Linked DNA regions of Gossypium arboreum: regions 1 and 2 are each linked to region 3. Evidence: chromatin contacts called from public Hi-C data. All regions are on one chromosome and are shown on one strand. Each heading gives the region's core, a stretch centred on a gene start, on an enhancer-like site or on the middle of the called end of the contact. The rest is flanking DNA. Distances are from core to core; before and after follow the strand shown.

The links. Hi-C and Micro-C count contacts between places; a contact is called where the count stands out from the background.
Region 1: a Hi-C map of leaf shows a contact between it and region 3, with 5 times the contacts expected there. The contact joins the promoter of LOC108484190 here to the promoter of LOC108484177 in region 3. A contact is called at or near these places in 3 of 5 Hi-C or Micro-C datasets (all in leaf).
Region 2: a contact with region 3 is called in a Hi-C map of leaf, with 4 times the contacts expected there. The contact joins the promoter of LOC108486307 here to the promoter of LOC108484177 in region 3. A contact is called at or near these places in 2 of 5 Hi-C or Micro-C datasets (both in leaf).

Annotation. Positions count from the first base shown.
Region 1 is chr6:101,112,286-101,114,985 of ASM2569848v2, forward strand. LOC108484190 (hydroxyproline O-galactosyltransferase HPGT3) reads right to left here and starts at 1,423. Exons shown (of 12, transcript XM_017787891.2): 1 at 883-1,423. The coding sequence starts at 1,007.
Region 2 is chr6:101,724,130-101,726,829 of ASM2569848v2, forward strand. It overlaps LOC108486307 (adenine phosphoribosyltransferase 5-like), which reads right to left and starts at 1,358. Exons shown (of 6, transcript XM_017790292.2): 1 at 985-1,358; 2 at 776-886; 3 at 239-331. The coding sequence starts at 1,084.
Region 3 is chr6:101,454,472-101,457,171 of ASM2569848v2, forward strand. It overlaps LOC108484177 (probable sucrose-phosphate synthase 1), which reads left to right and starts at 1,336. Exons shown (of 14, transcript XM_017787871.2): 1 at 1,336-1,450; 2 at 1,628-1,817; 3 at 2,029-2,118. The coding sequence starts at 1,635.

The sequences.
Region 1 (2,700 bases), core at 173-2,672, 340 kb before region 3:
TTAGGTACGGAAATGAAACAATAATTAACAAAAATGTTAGGCTGATATAATTGACTATAAATTTAGATTCTACGATCTTTTCTTTTCCCCTATATACAACTCGAAATGAAAAACCTACTTCCACAAACTAGCGCATTGGAATTAACAATTGAGAAACAAAAATGAAGACAAAGAAAAAACAACATAACTTTTTTATCAAATTTCGAAAAATAAATAATAATTCAGATTAATAAATTTATTAGCTACGAAACTTTATTAAAACAATTATTAACAAAAATGTTAGGCTGATTTAATTGAATATAAATTTAGAATTCTACGATCCTATTTTTCCCCCTAAATACTGTCAGAAATGGAAAACCAAATAAACAATTGAGAAATAAAAATGAAGAAAATGGGGGAAAAAACCCCCTAATTTTCATCAATTTTTCACAAAAATAATAATAATTCAGATTAATCAAAATTTCAGCTATGAAAATTTATTTTAAAAAGGTGAAATTGAATATAAATTTAGAGTCTACGATCCTAACTTTTCCCTAAATACAGTCCGAAATGGAAAACCAAATTCCACGAACAGACGGAGAAATTAACAATTGAGAAAAAAAATGAAGAAAAAGAAAAAAAAAACCTAATGTTCATCAAATTTTCGTAAAATAAAAAATAATTCAGATTAACAAAATTTCCTAGCTAGGGAAATTTATTAAAAAACCAATAATCAACAAAAAAATGTTAGGCTGATTTAATTGAATGTGAGTTTAGATTCTACGATCTTCTTTTTCCCTTTCTAAATACAAACCAAAATGAAAAACAAATTCGACGAAACTTGCGCAATGGATTTGAATATCGAGAAGCAAAAAATAAAAACGAAGAGAAAAGAATACGAACCGGCCAGCGACATAGAGCCAAGCGATGCAAGAGAAAAAAGCCATCAACAAAGAAGGCTTGGATGTTTGCAGATTCTTAGATCTCCATCGTTTATCTCCTTTAGTGGTCGTAGGTAAACCCTCCATATCACACTCTTAACGCATATAAAGAATCGAAACAGAGAATTGATCGCCGGTCTCTGATGATCTCTACTTTTATAATTCGGATAATTACAATGAACGAGAATGCGAACTCAGTGTAGGGATTCAAATCAAGTATGAAAAAGAAATGACGGATAATCAAAGACTAGAAGAAACAAACGGAAATTTGAAATGAAATTAAAAAGAAAAACGAAGAGAGAGATCTGAGAGCGGTAACTGACGATAGGTGCTATAGGCCAAGCCCACCTAGATTCGGCCTACACCGAACTTGGACAATCCCACCAATTTAATTTTGGTAATTTTTATTAGATCTTGGCAAATTGTACAACGAATTCAGATATTCCCTATTTAATATTTGGAATTTGGATTTTAAAATTATGGATTCGAAGTAGATGTGGATTGGTATTTTACACATTTATTACTTAAATTTGTATTATTAATTTGAATAACAGATGAAAATTCGGATATTTAAATTCACAGCTTATAAATTTGATTATGAATATAAAATATTGGCTTAAGGTGTAAAACCTTCAAGCTTAAAAAAAAAAGTAATTAAGCTTCTATATATTTTTTTATTTATTTAGATACTTAAATTTTAAAATACATAAAAAACTTTAAACTTTTAAAAAAGTAATTAAGCCCTATTTTTTTACACTCAATTGAGTATTTGAACTTTCAAAATGCATCAAAAAACCCTAAACTTTTTCAAAAAAGTAATTAAGCCCTTGGCTTTATTAAAATTAGAAAAATTATAAAAATAAAAAAATAAATTTTAGAAAATTTATTAAATTTTAATAAAAATATGAAAAATTTAAAATTTATTAAACATTAGAAATTTTTATAAAATCATAAAAATATAAAAATTGTAAATTTTATAAAAATCATAATCAAATTAACAACCCTAGTTTTTTTTATGATTTTTATAAAATTTTATATTTTATATTTTTATATTTTTAAAATTTAAATTTTTTATTTTTATAATTTTTTCTAATTTTAATAAGAGCATGGGCTTAATTGCTTTTTTGAAAAATTTTGAGGGTCTTCTTGATGTATTTTGAAAGTTCAAGTACTAATTGAGTGAAAAAAAAAAGCAAGAGCTTAATTGCTTTTTTTGAAAAAATTTGAGGGCCTGTTTGATGCATTTTGAAAGTTTAAGTGTTTAATTGATGCAAAAGAGAGAGAAAGAGACTTAATTGCATTTTTGAAAAAATTTGAGGAGTTTTTACACTTTTAAACCTAAAATATTCTGGTCAATTCAAATTCAAACTTTTACAAATTAGGATATCCAAACAAAAATGAAATTAGTTTTATTTTTGCAAATTTAGCATTCCTAAAGATAATTACATTTTTTCGAAATTAGTTTTTTATAAATTCAAATATCTGATAGATAATTTATAGATAATATTACTCAAATAATATTATAAATAATAAATAATTTTAAATTTTAGATAGATTTAAGAATTTCGATTTACATAATTTAAAAATTGCAAACATTTAATCTACTGCTATTCTTACACACCCACAATGTGAATGATATAAATAGTTTGTACTACATCATGACATATTTATCAACTAAATTCCAGTTGATTTATAAATTTAACAAAAATCCGTTACTTTTATAAAACAACAAATATTATTTTGAAATATTCTTATTTTTTATATAAAATATAAAAATACC
Region 2 (2,700 bases), core at 108-2,607, 270 kb after region 3:
TTTTGTTATTTTAATAGTTTATATCTTTATAATTTTTAGAGAATTAGATTAAAATTTTATTATTTTTAAGAGACTAAAGTACAATTTTACTATTAATAATTTAAAATTTTATATATTATAAAAGATTTAAATAAAAAATTTCCATTTTGAGGTTACGCACCCCTGCCAGCCCACCTAAACCGCCCCTGTTTGTATACATTATTTATACATTTATGTGTATATGTATATATACAAGTACCTGGCAACTTTTTGGGTTTTCGCAGAGGAACAAACTTCGCACCAATGGCTAAGGCAATCGTTGGACCAAACATGAATCCTCTTGCTTCAACTCCTACATAAACATGTTTTTATCTTTAAAAACAAAAGCCCAAAATATCATTTTAATCTCTCAAATTTAAAATTTGATTCACGTAACTTAACCTTTATAATATCGTCCACAAATAGTTAACTCTAATTGTAACCTTTATAAATGAAGAAGCTTATTTGTATTTTTTAAAACATCATTTCCAATAATAAAAGAAAATTATCCATGTCAAAAATAATAAATATTAATAATAACTAATTATAAAGAATGCTGCTTCTAAACATTAAGGAACATAAATAAATAAATAAATCGGCACAAATCAGCTTTGAAGACCTGCTTAATTTCTTTCCCTAAAAAGAATATATAAAACACCAAGTAAAATACATTTAAAAAGAAAAAGAAAAAAAAAACAGAGTAGTTAAGAAGAAGAAGAAGAAGAAGAAGAAGAAGAAGAGACAAGATAGCGAGTACCAGCAACGACAGAGATATCCATGTCTTTATATCGATCGACAAATATGTCCACCGTATTTTTAAACGCCTTGTGATCCAACAACAACGTTGTTATGTCTTGGAACATAATCCCTGTTTTTTCCCCGAGAAACAAACACCGTCTTCTTTAAAAACACAGTCCTTCAGTGAAAATAAAAAACAAAAAAACAAAAAAAAGAGGGGGAAAAGACCTTGTTTTGGGAAGTGAGGAACAACCCTTATGGCGTTTGATATAGCTTGAAGCCTTGGGTCTCCTTTAAGTCCATTCTCAGCCGCAAACATTTCCACCATTTTTGAACTTTTTTTGTTTCAACACTCTAGTTTTTAAAGCTCTGCCTTTGGTTTATAGCAGGAGGATAAAAGAAGGGGGGGGGGGGGGGTTGCTTTTCCTCCTTAAAATTGAACTAAAAAGATGAAATCTTGTGTTAGTTGCAATTGTTTAATGTTTATCCTTGAGATATATATACACACAGACATAGAGAGGATATGGTAAGTGCATTAAATACTATAATCTGTTGTCTATTTATGTTTTGGGCAGACCGAAGAAGAACCATTGCCCCAAAAGGCATTAATGTTTTTACCCATCACCTTTTCTCAATGGCACGTTTCTAACACGCTTTACACATAAATCTTCCTTTGCTGTTTTAAAGGGATAAAGTACCCTTCAGTATCTGAATTTGGTAATTTTTTTTATCTTAGTCCTTAAACTCTTTTCCCAATCCACATTAGTCCTAGCACTTGGTAGTTTTTCCCTTTTTAGTTTCCTAAACTTGTATTCCATTAAGGTATAATGGCATGGTACTTGTCACGTCATCATTTGAAATATTTTAAAAGAAAATTATAATTTCTTAGGTTTTTTTGTAATCTTTTGCATTTTATATAATTTTTATAAATTTTCAAGTGATAATATGGTATAATTTTATAGTGAAACATTCTCTCACATTGTTGGAATCCTAGTTTAAGAGTCAAAATAAGAAAACTTGCCCAGTTTTTAAGATTAATGTGGACTAAAAAGTTAAAAGGACCAAGTTGGAGAAAGCTACCAAGTTTGCGGAGTAAATGTTGCTTTTATCCCTTATTAAAAATGGTTAATTCCATCAAGCACCCTTCAATTATGACTTAAATTCTAAATTGGGTCATCAAATTCTAAATTGGGTCATCAAAGTTTAAAGTGCTCTAATTTAGTCATCAAAGTGTCGATATTGTATTTATAAGGACATTCGTAAGATTGGCTATTAGGCTGGGCATTAAAAACCCGTTTAAATTTAACGTTGAGCATATTTAAAACACAAAGATATATTATACTATTAGTCCTTCTACTATGCGTAAATTGTAGATTTAGTTTATATACTTTAATTTGGTCATTTTTAGTTCTTGTACTTTTCAAATTTTGCAACTATAATCTTGACCAAAAGACAATAGTTAAATTTGTTAAGTTATATTTTGCTATTTCCAAAATCTTATATAGCAAATATATTATCACATGTATAATGCATTGACAACATAATAAAACAAATATTTTAATTAATAGATTTAACAACTATTGATCGAGGCATGTTTAGATTGTAAAATTCCAGAAAGTAAAAGGACCAAAAATAGTCAAATTGGAGAATAGGGATTAAATCACAACTTATGGACTGATAGTAGAACTTTACCTAATCGATTTGATTACTATCGTTTGGGTCATGACTAAATTTCAAAATTCAAAAAGTAGATGGACAAAAATTTAACCAAATTAGAGTATGGAAACTAAATTCACAACATATACATGGTGTAGGGAATAACAGCAGAATTTGACCTTAAAACACATGAATTAAAAAATAAACAATTAGCCTAATTTTTATTAGTATTGTCTTTTTTTAACACGTCAAGTGAAGTTCTTGATATAGTAGATACAAACATATTTA
Region 3 (2,700 bases), core at 86-2,585:
TGTTGTAAAATAATAATTATACTCATGAGTTTTGTGTTAATTCCATGAGATGTCTTCAAATTATGGACTTATTTTAAATTAGCTTCCAAATTTTAAAAAATTCAATTCAATTAAATTCATAAAGGATAAATCTCAAAATTATATATAAACTTTGATTTAATGCGCAATTGTATACATCAACTTTAATTTAGTACAATTATAAATACTGAAACTCTATTTGTGATTCAAATATATACTTGAAACTTTAATTTTAATTTAATTATGCACATTTAAAGAAATAAATACATTAATTTATTTTTATATAGGTTAAATATAATTATTTATTTATGCAATATATAAAAATAAAATGACGTTATATAAATAATTATGTCAATAATTTACAAGAATGAAATAAAGTCAAAATTTTATGTATAAAATAACATAAAATCAAATTTCATGTATACAATTACACATTAAACCATAGTTTATGTATAATTTTAGGAGTTATCCCATTCATAAAATGTAAGTATATTATCATTGAATTTTTTGTTAATTTAATCGTAAATTTGAGCGTTTAATGATGGCTTAAATTTTGATGTAGATACCAATTTAACTTAAACATATGAAGCAATTAGAAACAATATGGTATGAAAATCCTTAAAATTTCAAACCCTAAAAGGTAAAATTGACCTGATTGCTCCATATGTTTAAATTGGTATTCACGTGTTAAAATTTCGCTCCGCATTATGTCCATTTTGGACTTAATGTCAAACCTACAATATTTAATATATTAGGATTCAGTTGTAGAATTTTAAATCTTAGGATAAATTTAGAGTTTAGTCTATAAATTGGGTCATCTTTTGAATTAACCCTTATTCATTTTCAATATTTTACATAATAATTAAATATCGAAATAATATTTAACTATGTTACTTTACTCTGACACACAATTACGTCCGTAGTCAGGAGGTAAAAGAAAAAAGGTCTAAACAGTTTTTCTTTAAAATAATGGTCAAAATTAATTTAGATACTTTTATTATGTGTAAATTTAGATACTTCTAAAGTGTCTTGTATTAGAAAAAAATATTTAAATTTTAATTTATAGAATTGTGATGTTTAAAGTTAATTTATTAATATAAATTGATTTTTAAAGAGAGTAGAAAAATTATTTTCAATTGGTGTAAGTAATATGAATAGAAAATATTATAAAACAATAATTTTAATAATTTAATAATTTAAATAAGAATTTTGAATAATTAAATAATAATTTTATAATTTTTACTTAAAATATAAAGTTATTAATAATTTAGTTATTATATCTTATTTCTTCATCACGTAACACGTGTTGGTCCCTCTAACCAAGAAAACTATCACACGCGTCAACCTCATCCCTGTATTTAAATTCAAAAGCTCCGCTTGGGACCCAAAGAAAACAAAACCCACAAGAAATTTAACATAACTGTCTCATCAGGTTTTAATAGATTTCCGCTCTTTCATCATCCGTTTTCTAGCACCTAATGATACTGTTATCATTAATTTAATTTTTTTTTTAAATATTTGCTACACCGCCATAGACTCTGTAAATTCAGTTCCTTCGGTTTCTTTTATTTTTTTAATTCTTTTGTATTTGTTTGGTGGATTTTTTCAGTCAAAGAATGGCGGGAAACGATTGGATAAACAGTTACCTGGAAGCGATCTTGGACGTTGGTCCAGGGATCGATGAAGCGAAATCGTCATTGTTGCTGAGGGAGAGAGGTCATTTCAGTCCAACTCGTTACTTCGTGGAAGAGGTTATCACTGGTTTCGACGAGACCGATCTCCACCGTTCTTGGGTTCGAGTACGGTTTCGTTTTCACCTTCTTTTTGGCTGTTCTCACTCTTTCTCTCTCTCTCTCTCTCTCTCTCTCTCTCTCTCTCTCTCTCTCTTCTAAACATAGTAATACTCGAAATTCTTCCGGTCTCTCTGTTTTTTGTGTTCAATTTGAATAATGGACTGTTTTGAGTGTTTAATTTAAGTATACTTTTTTAAAATATATTTTTCGGTTTTAGGCTGCTGCTACGAGGGGTCCTAAGGAGAGGAACACGAGACTGGAGAATATGTGCTGGAGGATTTGGAATTTGGCTCGAAAGAAGAAGCAGGTTTTTTTTCCTTTTCTTTTTAATGCTATTTCGGTTTGAATTTCGCATCTAATATAATTTTGCTTTTGATATTTATATAAATAAATATAGAAACTTCTCCTTTGATTGTGATGGACAATGTTTTATTAAACCGGATCGGTTGTTGAGGCCACCAGTTTGCCGGTGGATCGGTCCGATTAAAAAATGAAAAAAAATTTAAATATTGGTTGTACGGATTCACGATTTAATCAGTTCAAAGCTACGTACCAGGTTAAACCAATCCGACCGGTCGGCTGGTTCAAACAACATTGGTGTTGGATTTGGTGTTGAGCGGTTAGTAGAATAGAAGTGAATTTATTTTCTTTTATTTCTTATTTGTGTTGTTTTTGGGACATCACAGTGTTGTTTTTGGGTCAACTCTGATGACCTTCACAACAAGTCAACAACGGTAGTAAAGTTGCTTGTCCATGAGGATAATGCGATTTTTTTTGTTTGTTTTTCATTTGACTGGTGATTTTTAAGTTGAATACCAAATTGCTTGCTATTCAGCATGTCTAGCCATTTCTCTTTGGAATTAAGCTATAAATTTAAATTTTAGCATTT